3 separate regions of the Gossypium arboreum genome follow, and regions 1 and 3 are each linked to region 2. Evidence: chromatin contacts called from public Hi-C data. All regions are on one chromosome and are shown on one strand. Each heading gives the region's core, a stretch centred on a gene start, on an enhancer-like site or on the middle of the called end of the contact. The rest is flanking DNA. Distances are from core to core; before and after follow the strand shown. Region 1 holds the start of LOC108489161. Region 2 holds the start of LOC108488548. Region 3 holds the start of LOC108489126 (F-box/kelch-repeat protein At3g06240-like).

Evidence for each region. A called contact is a pair of places that touch in the nucleus more often than the background predicts.
Region 1: a Hi-C map of leaf shows a contact between it and region 2, with 3 times the contacts expected there. The contact joins the promoter of LOC108489161 here to the promoter of LOC108488548 in region 2. A contact is called at or near these places in 2 of 5 Hi-C or Micro-C datasets (both in leaf).
Region 3: a Hi-C map of leaf shows a contact between it and region 2, with 5 times the contacts expected there. The contact joins the promoter of LOC108489126 here to the promoter of LOC108488548 in region 2. A contact is called at or near these places in 2 of 5 Hi-C or Micro-C datasets (both in leaf).

The regions. Positions count from the first base shown.
Region 1 is chr10:35,400,078-35,404,715 of ASM2569848v2, reverse strand. It overlaps LOC108489161, which reads right to left and starts at 1,423. Exons shown (of 2, transcript XM_017793486.2): 1 at 1,278-1,423; 2 at 1-314. The coding sequence starts at 272. The coding sequence ends at 90.
Region 2 is chr10:35,544,445-35,549,167 of ASM2569848v2, reverse strand. LOC108488548 reads left to right here and starts at 2,771. Exons shown (of 2, transcript XM_017792829.2): 1 at 2,771-3,073; 2 at 4,508-4,723. The coding sequence starts at 3,045. LOC108487264 reads left to right here. Exons shown (of 6, transcript XM_017791562.2): 6 at 1-485. The coding sequence ends at 187.
Region 3 is chr10:35,692,097-35,696,581 of ASM2569848v2, reverse strand. It overlaps LOC108489126 (F-box/kelch-repeat protein At3g06240-like), which reads right to left and starts at 2,239. Exons shown (of 3, transcript XR_008271960.1): 1 at 888-2,239.

The DNA of each region.
Region 1 (4,638 bases), core at 174-2,673, 140 kb after region 2:
TTTTGTCTGTCATATAAATGACCTTTACCTAGTTCTTGACTGCATTGTCACAAAAAAGGCTAATGAGATCAAGGCTTTGATCCCATGCTTCACTTCCCCTCTTGCTTTTTCAGCTCCTCGAACTTATCTATAGCCACCTGAAGCTCATCTGTACCTCCAACAGCTCTCATAGTATAGAAATATACACCAAATACAAATGCTGTCAAACCCCCCGCGACTACCATATTCTTAGTCTTTGGTGCAAGGCTGCCATAAGCAAATAGTCCAGCCATCTCAAAGCAGAAAATTGGTCCAATGTGTTAATACCGTCCAAGCTGAAATTCACCAAGATATTAGTCTACTATCTTCCAAAACTCCACTTGGAAATGGGGAAAAAAGGAGTACAAAAACATGCTCCCTTAGAAATTAACTCTATTAGCCTATATGGTTCTTTGGAAAGGCGATGGAAAGCAACAAAACCTGAAAAAAGAAGAAGGAAATATCCAAAAAAATCCCAATATTATATTACAGTAATTTGAGGAATCTTCTATTGCCTGATACATGATTATAAATTAACAAACAGGAAGAAAAAACAAATTATCTAGCACATCATGTTGATTTATTTTTGAAATTTCATTGCTGAGTCACAGCATGATCCCTACAGAAAGAACAAGATTTTAATCCCCTTCTCCAAATAAAAAATATATAACCAATTAAAACGCAACAGTAATTCCATTGTTCCTTATGAAGTAAAATCATGCAATTCATTTTCTAAAAGATATATATAGTTTCAATTTTTTATTATTCAAAACAATACAACTTGCTTTGATATCAACAGATAACTTGGTGCTTTTTGGTTCTGGAAACAAAAGGCTAAGCAGTTTGGTAACAACAAGTGATGTTTAGATTATTAAACAGAAAATGCAAATAAGGCATCAAAATTCAAACACAAATAATACTGATTTCAAGCAAAAAGTTCATAGCAACAAAAACAGGCATTGTTCATACTTCATCCTTTAAACAATCATTAAATCAAACGAATATTTGTAACAAATCATAACAATAGTAACCAGCAATCAACTATCCAAGAAGAACCCATTTCTCATACCACTGAAAACAAATTAAATTCATATAAAATCAACCCAAAGTCTTAAAACAGATAAGTGGTTCCTCCAAGTTTTGCTAAACAGCAATCTTTCTCTCACACTTTTCAACTTGACCAAGCAATTTCTTTCCTTTTTAAAGTAACACATAATAAAGAACTAAAAAAAAAAAAAAGCGATAGAGCGGAAGCTGACCCGAAAATCCCAAAGCACCGATGGGGTTTTTTTTTATCTTAACCTGAATACAGAGAAGAGAAAACAGAAAGGAAATGCTGCAGATTTGAAAGGTAAAGGAAACCAAGGAATAGGTGGTGCGTGGATTTGGTTGGGATGGTTATGGTTGGGCAAGCAAAATAACGTGGGCCTTAATATTGGCCCATTAAGTAATATCATTTACAAATAAAAAGTAAAAAAAAAAAAACTCATTTTGGTAAATTACAATAAAGGGTAAAGCCCAACGTGACGGACACGACTAAATAGAAAAAAACTATGGTTGGGCAGATTTGAAAGGTAAAGGAAACCAAGGAATAGGTTGGGATGGTTATGGTTGGGCAAGCAAAACAACGTGGGCCTTAATATTGGCCCATTAAGTAATATCATTAACAAATTTATAATTTTAGTTTAAAATAGAAAAAAAGAAGAAGCATGAGTTTATTGAACCTTTTAAACAGACTAAAATCTTTAGTGTTAATTACATTATTAAATTGACATTATTATTAAATTTAAAGTATTAAAAAAAATAGAAATTATACTGTATATCCACGTTAGATTGTATTTTGAAATGCTCACTGTGGTATTCAAAATAAAATGTACAGCTACAACCACCCTGGACCAATCAAAGCACTTTGCAGTTGGGGTTGACGAAAACACTAGTTGACCTGATGATATTATGGAAGATATGCAGAAGGAAATTGAGGGAATTTCTACTTTGCCTTCACTAGATAAGCTTACCATACCATGGAAAATGAAGCCATCAGGCGCCAATGCACTTGTACCTACTTTAGAGACAATGGAAACAGTGGTGACCAACCTTACAAATCCTAAGGAGGCCATGGTTACCATGAGTGCTAAGATGGTGTTAGCAAAAGAGGTGGAAGGGTTGCCATGTGTCTATTTCCATCTCTTTTCTTTTCATATTAGGGTTTAGGGTTTTTTATTTAACAACATTGATGTGCAATTTTCAAGGCTGTGGCAATCCTGAATTTCGTAGTTTAGAAATTTAAATGATTTCAATTATTATGTAAATGGTAAGAACGAAGTGAATGAATTAGTTGATATATATATTTGTCAAATTGAAAAATATTGTTAAAGATTTTAAATTCATTACTAAATAGACTTCTAACAAATCTTTAAATTTTGAGAAATGATCATGAATATTATGTTCCTAAATAATTCACTACTCAATTTACATTGTTTTTGAAATTCAAATACAAATTCTGAAATACTAGTTCCAAACACTACATAAAAGAATATTGTAAACAGCATGATATAGATTAGACCTGATCATAGGCTGGGCTAATGCCAAATTTTAGCCCTTTTTTTAGATTCGATTCGACCTGAAAAATGTGCTTAAAATTTTGCCCAAGCCGGCCCTAGACAAAAAAATGCTAAACCCGAGCTCGACTTGACCTACCCATATTAATTTTTTTTTATATAAAAACAAATCTAAAAAATATAATACTTCAAATGCACTAAAAAATATTAACATAAATGTTTCCCAACAAATTAAAAATACATTAAAAAAGTTTTTATATTTAAATAACACTAAGATAGTTGCAACTTAGCAAGCACACGACTCTAAAATAGTATTAAAACTAACAATAAAATAAGAGCTATACAATATTTAAACAATAACAACAAAATAGTATCAATATAATAGCAAAATGACAACAAAACAGCAGCAGGAAAAAAAATTAGGCATATTCGAGCTAAGTCGGGCTTGGGCCAAAAAAAATATTACCGTAGGCTCGATCCGTTTTCTTACTTTTTATTCAAGCCCATTTTTCGAGCCTATATTTTTGCTTAAACCCTTCCTCTTTTTGGGTGAGCCTTCAAGCTTGGACGGTAGCCTAGCCCATGATTAGGTCTAATCTAGATGTTGTTGCTATCTTTGAAACCAGTGTGATTAGGGATAAAGAAATCAATAGAATGATTTCTTCCATTATCTTATTGGATTGAAGCTTGGGGTTTCTTTAAGGAATATGGATATGTGGAAACACAAAAATATATAGACTTTTTCAGTACCTTTTGAGCTCTAATTCATGTAGTTTCGTAGTAAATTTTGTCAAAACTCACACTTTAATTATAAAATAATTAATTTGCACTTAAATCATTAACATATTGAATTTTAATGATTTTTATAATAAATTTTCACAAATTTATTTTATTTTCAATAGTTTTGCACAAAATGTGAAAATTAGCTCGGCAGACACCTTGAAAGGCTTGAACCGTTGGGGAATTTTTGCATCAAGCGAACCAAGGAAAATATTAAATATTTTTCCAGCCAAGGTCGATTCAAATTATGATCATTTTATATACTTTATATTTAATTTTTATGCAAGTTAAATTGGGTTAAAAATTAATATAAAGCCTGAAAGAGAAAATGGCCCAATGTGCTAAGCATTAAAGACAGATCTAATAAGAAAGTTTGCAGCCCAAAACCGACCCAATAACCTGACCCAATCAGCTTATTTAGCTGATTAAATTAATTGCAAAATAACCCCCAAGTTTCCTCAAAATCCTATTCAAACCCATTTACTTTTTATGCCTTTGAAGATTTGCCCAAGCTAAATTTAGCAGAGTTTGAAACATTCAAACTTTGCTCCATATGTGGCCAGCCAAGGGAAGTGAATGGCTGCTAAATATTTTTTATTTTTAGTAGCCACTTCCACCTATAAATACCCTTTTTCGCCTATTAACTCAACACACCTCTAATTTCATACTTCTCTTTCACTTTCACTCACTCCTCTCATTTGTTTTCCATTTTTCTTTCTTGTCCCTTCCTTGCCGATTTCTCTATTGGAAAAGAGCCCTTCAACCACCTCGGGTAACAGTATTTAAGTGTTTGTAGAAGCCTCAGTTCAGCAGAACAAGCAGAGAAGGAGGAGCGGAGCAAACTTGTAACACCCTGAATTATATAATAAGTTTTTGTGAATTTGGTCATAAATAAGTATCTACTTCAATGTTGAGTGTTCTGATTGTGTGTTTGAGGTCTTGGGTTCAAGTCCCATAGTTGGAAATTCTTCTATTTTTTGATCCTAGCCTCATCCCTTTTTGGTGGGTTTATGTTATATTTTCGATAAACTTATATCAGAATTAGCATGCTGGTTCAAGTGGTAAGCTGTTAGCTTGCCTTAGGGTCTTTTATTCAAACCCTCGTGTGAGCGAATGATGTTATTTTTTATTTGTGAGTGTGTGCCGATTGTGTAGTAGAAGTTCGGTGGGATTGAAAGTCTGTAATAGTTAGATGATGTTAATGGGTCAGATTCCGTGGGATTGTGGTTGGTTAGTAAAAGAATGGGATAGTGTTTTTAATTTTATTTTTTTTCCTTCTCTT
Region 2 (4,723 bases), core at 1,522-4,021:
CCGCATTCTGACATCAGAACCTAATCATGCAACCAAAAACGTGGTGTCTCAGGAGCAAACAACTCTGAGACAATGCCTAGCTGCAGACATCTGTTTCCCTAAGAGCAAACGAAAGCGAGGGGAACGTAAAGCTGGTTCAGGTGGTTGGAGCAGGAAACAGTCAGGTGAGCCTGATAATAGCCAATGACTTCATTTTTGGAATTCTGATGGTTCACTAAGCTTAGTAGGCTCAACACTCTTTTTGCTAACCAATCACTAAGAGCACTCAATAGGCACTGTAACTAGAACTCCTTGATTTTATGGATCCACTAAGTTGTAGTTTCTGATAAACTAGCTTCAACCAACAGTGTTCATGGGGTCAAAATTCTAATCTACAGTTTAGTGATCATGGTTTGTTGACACTGTGAGCTACCTCTCCATCTCAAATTTGCAATGAACTTTGATCTGATTAAATGACTGAAGTCAGTTCCTCTTATTTGCTTCAATCTGTTTAATGGCTGTAGCAAATGAGCTCAATTACTCACTGTAGTTGAAAATTATTGTAAACCTAACCATGTCCGAGTATGTATTAAAAATGAAGAGTCGGAATATTATCATCTATAAATCTGAAGAATGAAAAACTTAGAAGGGTGTAAGATTTATCAATAATATCTAATTTTTGTTAACAAATAATAATATTAGATTGACATTTTCACTTTATTAAGCTCAGTAAAGCTTCCCAAGACTACTAACTTTTTTCTTCCATGGTGGGGGTGGTCTTAGTAGAAAACGATTTGAAAGGCGGGTCTACAAATATTGTAGAAAAAAGAAAAGCAAAAGATGAGTGAGAGTTGAATCTTTTGACCCTGTAAAAAAGAAATTTTGTCAGTCTTATGGAAAGATCATATCATATCATATCCCCCTCTACACATAAATGAAAAATGCTTTCCATTTCTCTTTTATGGGTATCAACTCAATGTGATAATGGAAATATATATAATTGAAACCAGTAACTACTCCACTCCACTCCATCATGTAAAGCTCTCCTTTGTGCCTTGATTTAATCAAAACTTTAATATTAAAATTTTATAATTTTATGGCCACCTCCACATCAAATTTTGACTTCAACATTAATCTATTACATTATTCTTCTTTGGAACATAATAGATCAATTTTGCATGAGAAAATGATAGATAAATTAATGGAGTTTGATAAAGAAAGATGTAGAAAGAGAATGTGTAATTAATCCAGACATCCCCAATCATAATGTCTCCCTTTTGCAGCAGCTTTTGGAGTTTCTGATATAACACCACCCACATTTGAATCATGATGCCATGGCCGTCCATTCTAACATTAATCTATATCTTATTCACAAAGTATAATTAATAATATAATACCTATATACTACTTACCAAAAAAGAACAAAGCCCACCATTTTGGTGGATTTTAGGCATATAAAAATTTATCTCAATTTTAAAGCTCATACTTTTACAATATTACAATATATACTCCATTAAAGACTGCTATGAAAAGGCTACAAAGTCAAATTCATACCAACACTATAAAAGCAGTAGTAAGGAAAAATACATGTTTAAATTTGAGGGATAATGTAGTTGAAAATAGTACTTATGAATCTCAAAAATAAATCATAGAGTGAACATGATAAATAAATAATAATAAAAGTCTAATTCATGATTTATTATTTTGTCTATAAATATCCATTTTAATTATTTTTATTATATTCAAATTTGATTTTTTATTTTTATAATATTAATAGTAGGTCGGTTAATTAGAACTTAAAATAATAAAATTGGGATATTTAATCATTGTTTATGTACAAGAAATATGGAAAGGAAACAACAAAATTATTGGTCTTCAACTTGGAAAATAGTTGATCTCAATTTGCTAAAATTCATAGTTAGGTTGAAATATGAAACCTAACCAAAAAGAGTTGATTTATGTTTTCTGGTAACAAAGGCCATGCATGCATGTCTTCAACTAAAACAATCTCACTTGCTGTAATTATACTAACCTTTGCATCAAAACATGATTATACTGAATGCTCCCTTCCTTTATAATTATGATTTACTTTACAACCCACTTTTGGATTAATATGAAATTGTTTTATCTGTGATCCGATAAAATTAAAAAAAAGTTATATGAAAATAGTTTAAATTAAATTATTAATTTTTGAGAGGATCAAAATATAAGTATTCCATTTTGTTAAAAGGTTAAAAATGATTAAAGTATACCATTTACTGACTTTAGATCGTAAAATGTTTTCAAATGTAAAGGATCAAAAGAATAATATTTCAATATTATAAATTAGAACACATGTAATCATAAAGAATTTAAAATTAAGAGCTCCTTTATACGTAAATATACAATGTTCGTCTTAAAATTCGATCACAATCCAAACTTTAACTTGATATGACGTGGGTCAAAATGTCATATTAGTCCTTGTACTTATGCAGGATTTCAGATTTAGTCCTTATACTTTAAAGGTTAAAAAATTCAATCATCCTACTGTTCTAATTTAGAATTTTTAATTCAATCATTATATATATTAGTAATTTCTGTCAAATTTGTTAATTTAATATATTTATTTTTGTCAATACATCTATTGTCATAATGTTAATTTGACAAATTTTGACGAAAAATATTAAAAATACAGGGAGCACAAATTTTACAAGGTTGTAAAGTGACATGAAGGGGTAATAGAGTAATTGCATTAAAAAGTAGTCACAATGAAACTTTGCCTTTAAAAATTGAGATTCTCTCTCTTAAGAAAAAGAGAAAGAAATCAGTTGAAATCATGGCTGCCAAATGAAAAGCAAAGAGTGTTCGTAATAAAGAAAAGAAAAGAAGGGCACATCACATTGCCAACTCTCCCATGCCTTTCAGACTCATCCCTTCAACTTGAAGGCCAAAAAGCCTTTATTTTATTTTTTTGTATTTTTCACCTCTTTCTCTTTCTCTTTCTCTTTCAACACACAGATGAAAATTCCCTGTTTTCTCATCTTTGCTCACCTCTTTCATTCATCGCTCTTCACCTTGCTTTGTTCATGCAAGATCCTAAGAACTCTCACACAAGGTAAACCTTTTTCTCTCTTTCTTTTTTCCTTTTCTGCATGTAATCCGAATGCTTCTACATTGCTCGGATCAATTCAAACATTTCTCATGAATTATCACCTGTTTTAGTATCGATTGTCTGTTTTTGCTGTGAACAATGTTGCTCATAGAATAGATAGGAATGGTGTTGACAATTCTACCCAAATTGAATTGATTTTGAAAACTTGTTGAGATCAGCTCGGCAAGTTTGCATACAAGGGTGTTAGTTAAAATGCCCCTGATTTTCATGCAGTTTTGATTTGAGTAAGAAATGTTCAAAATCTGCAGACTCAGCAGTTTTCTTTTGCACATTTGTCCACTAAGTGCTTTGCTTAGTGGGCCTATATCTTTACTTGATTTGATCCAATAAGCTAAGTTAAGTCAATGGTTTGAGCCTTATGGCTTGTGTAAGAAATTCCAATCCAATCTTGCCTACCTGAAATCCATTATGTAATATTTATACTAAATCATGCGACACTAGGTATGATATTAATTATCATTAAAAAAAAAAAAAGGTAAATTAATTTTTTTTCACTTATTTAATTGGTGACGTCAACTCAGGAGATATTTATACAGTAAGTGTAGATATAGATAGTAAATTTGTAACTAAAGAACAGCATAGACCCTTAATACCAAAAAGAAAGTACATAAACCCTGATCAGAAAGTATGCATTTGATCGTCCAAAAATCGTTGCTAAGATCATTTCCAATTTATTTTTTACAAAAAATAAAAAAAATAAAAGTTGCAATCTGAAAATATAAGAAGATATATTGTCCTAGAGGGTGTCTTGTTCAAGTAACAATTCTAATGTATATTGAGATTGTCCTAATTTTGATCTAACACCTATAATCTCTCTTAACCCTAATTAAGAAACTGTCGAGATTTTATCTTTATAGGATCTGATCATATATGTTTTATTTGATATAATATCTAAAATTATTCATAACTCTTTCCCAACTCATAAATAATAAGAAAATAATGCGCTTCAGTATACTTAAACTTATGTCCTCTTGCATAAACAACAATACCCATGCCAATTGAGCTAAGAATAAATATATATATTCAAAAACTTTTTTTAAGTTTGGCTGACATTAACAGGGTCTTCGAGGTCATATTCCATACTGATATCTGAATATCTACGGAGCATGGTTACTTCAAAAAGGAAAAAAAAATTGAAGCAACATTATTTTAATATATATATATGTCTATATATATGTATAGTGAATATGAAAGTATCCAAAAAGAAGCATGAATTTAACTTTTCCTTTGATATACGTAGTAGTAAGTATAAAGTTGACTGTGGTTTTGATATTGGCTTTTTTACGATTTTGGCGTTTTGGTCTTCATCCTCAACAGTTTTTCCAAAAAAAGTCTTGCTCAAGATTTGATGCTATAGTTTTGCTTGATTTTCCATAGGAAGCCTTGGTATCAAAGAGCAATGGAGAGGGCCACCGTATGGAAAACTGTTTCGAAGACGGCCGGAATCCCTACTACAAATGCTACAACATTGTGGAAAACCATTTCAAGACCAACTGAAATCCCCATGGCGAATGCAACATTTTGGAAAGCGATTCCCAAGTCCACCGAAATCCCTTCAACTCATCCCAATAGATCGGAGAAGCTACGGAAATG
Region 3 (4,485 bases), core at 990-3,489, 150 kb before region 2:
AAATGAACAGTAGAGCAACCTAGCTCATAAGATTCCTTCTGTACTTTTCATTTTTCTTGAAGCATCCGTAACTAGTGTTAGGCACCATTTTAGATACGGACGATCACCAATCTAGGTAATAAGTTAACAGTGGTGCCATGAGGACTATCATATCACTACCAATTTTGCTCCAACATCTCAGTTTTCTTTAAGCACCCATATCTAGCATTCGTGTTAGATTTCCAGATATGGGCATGAGAATATGATCCTCCAAATACATTAAAAACCATTGATCATACCTGTACCCAACACACACTCTAGTCCAAAAAACATACATCAACACCACTGCAAAAATGAGAAACTAGCTGATAATGATTCATGATAGTAGAAGCTGCCCCAAGTTGCATTGGCAAGCAATTGGGAATGGAAATTGTAATAAAAGTGGAAGAAAAAACACAGACAAGCAATCTGTATTCAGTGGATTCCTAGAAAAACAAAATTATTTGAGCTAATTACACTGTTTCATTTGGATCTAAAAGTACTGACAATAAGTCATGATCATCATCATAATAGTTCCTATTGCTCAACATCAAATTACATTCATCGATTCGAGACATCTAGCTCTCTAAACAACAATTCGTGTACGAAAAGCACACCATATCCAGCATGTATATGCACCTGCAGATCGTATCTGCAGGTTATTAGATCTGCAGAGAAGAGTTAACAACTAATTGATTCTCTAGGCAGAAATCTAGCAAATTCATTGAACCAACCAAAAAAAATACAGACAAGGCAGAGGCTAACATCTTTGGCTTACGTATAGAACGAACAATAACAGCAGTTTTGGAGAAAGACAATATAGTCGACATAAACTGCATATCAAGAGAGCAAATCCCATGAAATCTTACCTCTTTTGTTGTAGTCCCCATCCATTTTCATATTCAATATCAATTCGATGCGTCTCCAGCCGGCCGACGTATTATAAGTTCCTCGCGCTCTGATCTTCCATTGATTGGAACCAAGCTCTCAACATAAGCAATAATCTGCATCGTTTCCTGATAAGCATGGATACCAAGACTTTTAAGCTCTCGCGTGGAGGGGTCAAACAACACGAGTTCATGATCCGAGCTCTCGAGAAACAATTCACCATTTTTCCAAAACCCCAAAGGCCTCTCAACTCCATGAAGAGAGTCAATTCTGAATTGTTTAGTCCATGATCCATTCATAACCCACAAATCAAAAGATTTGTCAGTCCCTTCCCTTGGGTAAACAATAGCACCAAGCAGTCCATTGAAGTCCAAAAGTTCCAAATAGTATTTAGCTAAAGACCCACCAAATTCAGGCAATGGTAAAGTAGAAAACTTTTCATTGACCATATCAAATGAGAGAATAAGGTAATCAGAGTCCCCAATTGCCTGCCAATAATAAAACCCATTTACGTAATTATTAAACAAAGGAGATCCATAAGGTTGAACCCCGGGAACTGAAATCTCCTTCCATGAATCGCTTTTAAGTGAATATAACTCAACTTGGTGGTTCCAATCACCCATTAACCCTTCATCTTCATTCTCTTCAAAATAATTAGTAACAAATCTTACCACTTTGTAGTCACCACTTTGAGAATCAAACCCAATACCAACGCAACCAAAACTAGTGGAATCTACTAAAGGAGGGCGTTGGACTGTGGATTGAGGGAGAGTTTTAAACTCTCTAGTTGATGGGTTCCAAAGGGCAACCTTATCAGCATCATGTAAACACAATAATCCATTACAAGGACCTGAAACCACAGGGGCATACCAACAATCCTCGAAAAAGGGTAAGTGAATGTTGTGTTGTACCGAAAAGTTTTGGCTTTTCTCAGTTGAAAGTTGAGATAAATAGTAGATGTCATCATGGGTGTTACCCTGACAACGTTTGAGGAGGAGATTAAGGTTGTTGTTGTGGAGGTTGTTTTGCTGATGTTTGGTAATGAAGTGAGGGGTTTGAAAAGATGAACACCAAGGCTTACAAACGCACCTGAAACGTGTCAAGGATTTAACTGGAAGCTTTGACAGAATCTCCAACATCACCATTTCTGGTACCTCAACTCTAGTTTCGGGCATCTTCCCTCTCTGTCTTATCTATTTCCTCTGTCTTTTGATGAATGATTTCTTTTGGGGGAAAACAATGTGAACTAAGATAGAAAAAAGAAGACAAAACTATAACAAGTAACAGTACACGTTTTCTTATTTGGTATGTAACAATAACAAAACAATGTTGAAGAGGTGAAAGAAAGTGAAGGTTAAATTATGCTATTACAGTCCCTGTAATTTATGAAAGTTATGGATTCAGTCATTAAAATTTAATTTCATCAATTTTAATTTTGTAGTTTTAAATTGACCAAATCTACTCCTTTCCAAAAAGTAGCAATTAAATTTATTTGGTTAAATTCAATTACTACTCATTTAGAGTTGTAAATTTAGTTCATATTCTCAAATTTAATCATTCTAAGTCCTTATACTTTTTGAATTTTAAAATTTCAATCTTTATGCAAAATACAATTTTAATCCATTAATTATATTTTTAATGAATAATATGCGAAAATAATTAGTGACATGACATTACGCATATGATAATATGTTTGTCGCATCATATTTTAGAAATAGCATAACTTAATGAATTTAACAATTATCATTTGATGAGGTTTGAAATTTTAAAAATTGAAAAGTAAAAGGGTTAAAAATAACTAAATTAAAGTATATAGACTAAATCCATAACTTTTATAAAGTAGAGAGACTAATAACTAAATTTAACTTAAAGTTGAACTACGGTCAATGTTGTTGGACTACAATGATGGGCCTGGCCGAGCCCTCTGGTAATTCTCAAAACCCAAGAGCTTGTCCTGGGTAGGATTAGCACAATAATGGCCATATCCGTAAATTGAAAAGGTTAAAGTATTTTGTTAGTCCTGTACTTATATATAATTTGAGATTTGGCGTGTCTACTTTAAAAGTTAAAAATTCAATCCTGATATTTTTTTAATTTAAAATCCTAATTTAATCATTACCGTTATTGTAGTTTTTGTCAAAATTCATCAATTTAACATGTTTATTTAAAATCAATCATATGTTATGTCATATAAGGACAATCTAATCAAAATTCTAAGTTGATAAATTTTGACAGAAAATATTTAAAATTTTAATGATTGGACTCTGACTTTTAAATAAAAAATACGAAGACCTAATTTTTATTTTTAAGTACATAGATTAAATCTCAAATTTTGACAAAATTCAGAGACTAACATCATATATTAACCAATTAAAATATCTAAGATACTAGGAATATAACCCCAGTCTTTTATTTTTTACTAAACAAAAAAAAAAAATCAAGAATAGGGATAGCATACATTACATAGTAATCCTTGAAGAGCAAATAAGTAAATCAAAATTGGTCAAGAAATAGTTGAAAATACAAAAAGAACACTAAACTTGATAGCATTGATAAACAGAAAATAGAAGCATGACAAAAAGGTAAAAATCTGATACAAACATATCAACCTCCAATATGAAACAATCCATAATTCATGAAAACTCAGGTCATCATCTCATAAAAATCCCTTCCAATCACCATACTCCACAACTCATGATAATCTCTTAACAAAACTGATTATTGAAAGCAACCATTGGAAGTAGATAGAGCCCAACAAAAACCATCACCAGACTATAACTTGGATAAAATGAATGTGAATATGAATATTTCTTGAACATTCCAAAAAAACTATTTTTATGTTCAAGTGACACCACATAAATGATAGCAAAACTAAACTCCCTCTCTTCAATCTCAATTAGATTAACCATCAATTCAATAACTCACTTTCTTCTCTACTTATTGTGTTCAATTATAAATTTGTTTTGAAATAATTAAAATTGTAAAGTACATGTTTAATATTTCTATTGTTAATATTTTTGGGTTATTGATTTGAAATAAATTTCATTTTATAATTTAAAATTTTAGATTTTTGACAAAGTATTCAACTCTTACTTCTACTATCTAAGAGTATTTACTAATTTTTATTTAATAATGGTATATTCAAGTATGTAATTCATTATTATGTTTTAAAAGTCTTTTTATACTACTTAAAAATATTGTAAAATTGTTATTTTCTAAATTATTGTAAAATCTTATCCAAAAATTTGTAAAATTCTTTTTAAAATTATTGTAAAAAAAAGGAGAAAGAAGAAAACAAAAAAATCTCACAATTAAAATATGAGTGTCAAAATTCCAATAAAAATTATTTATTAATTAATACATTGAAATGCTGTAATACACTAAATTGTAACTTCAAATTTAATATAACATGTCTAATTTATTCAATTATTTTCAAACATGGGATATGGGAAATTTTATAACCACAAAGGCTGAAATCATTTTAACCCATCCTTTTTTTTCTTTTGCTTTTTTTATAACCAATGCTCTTTGATTAGTGGAATAAAATTAAAGCAATATTTCAATAATCAATTAAAATTT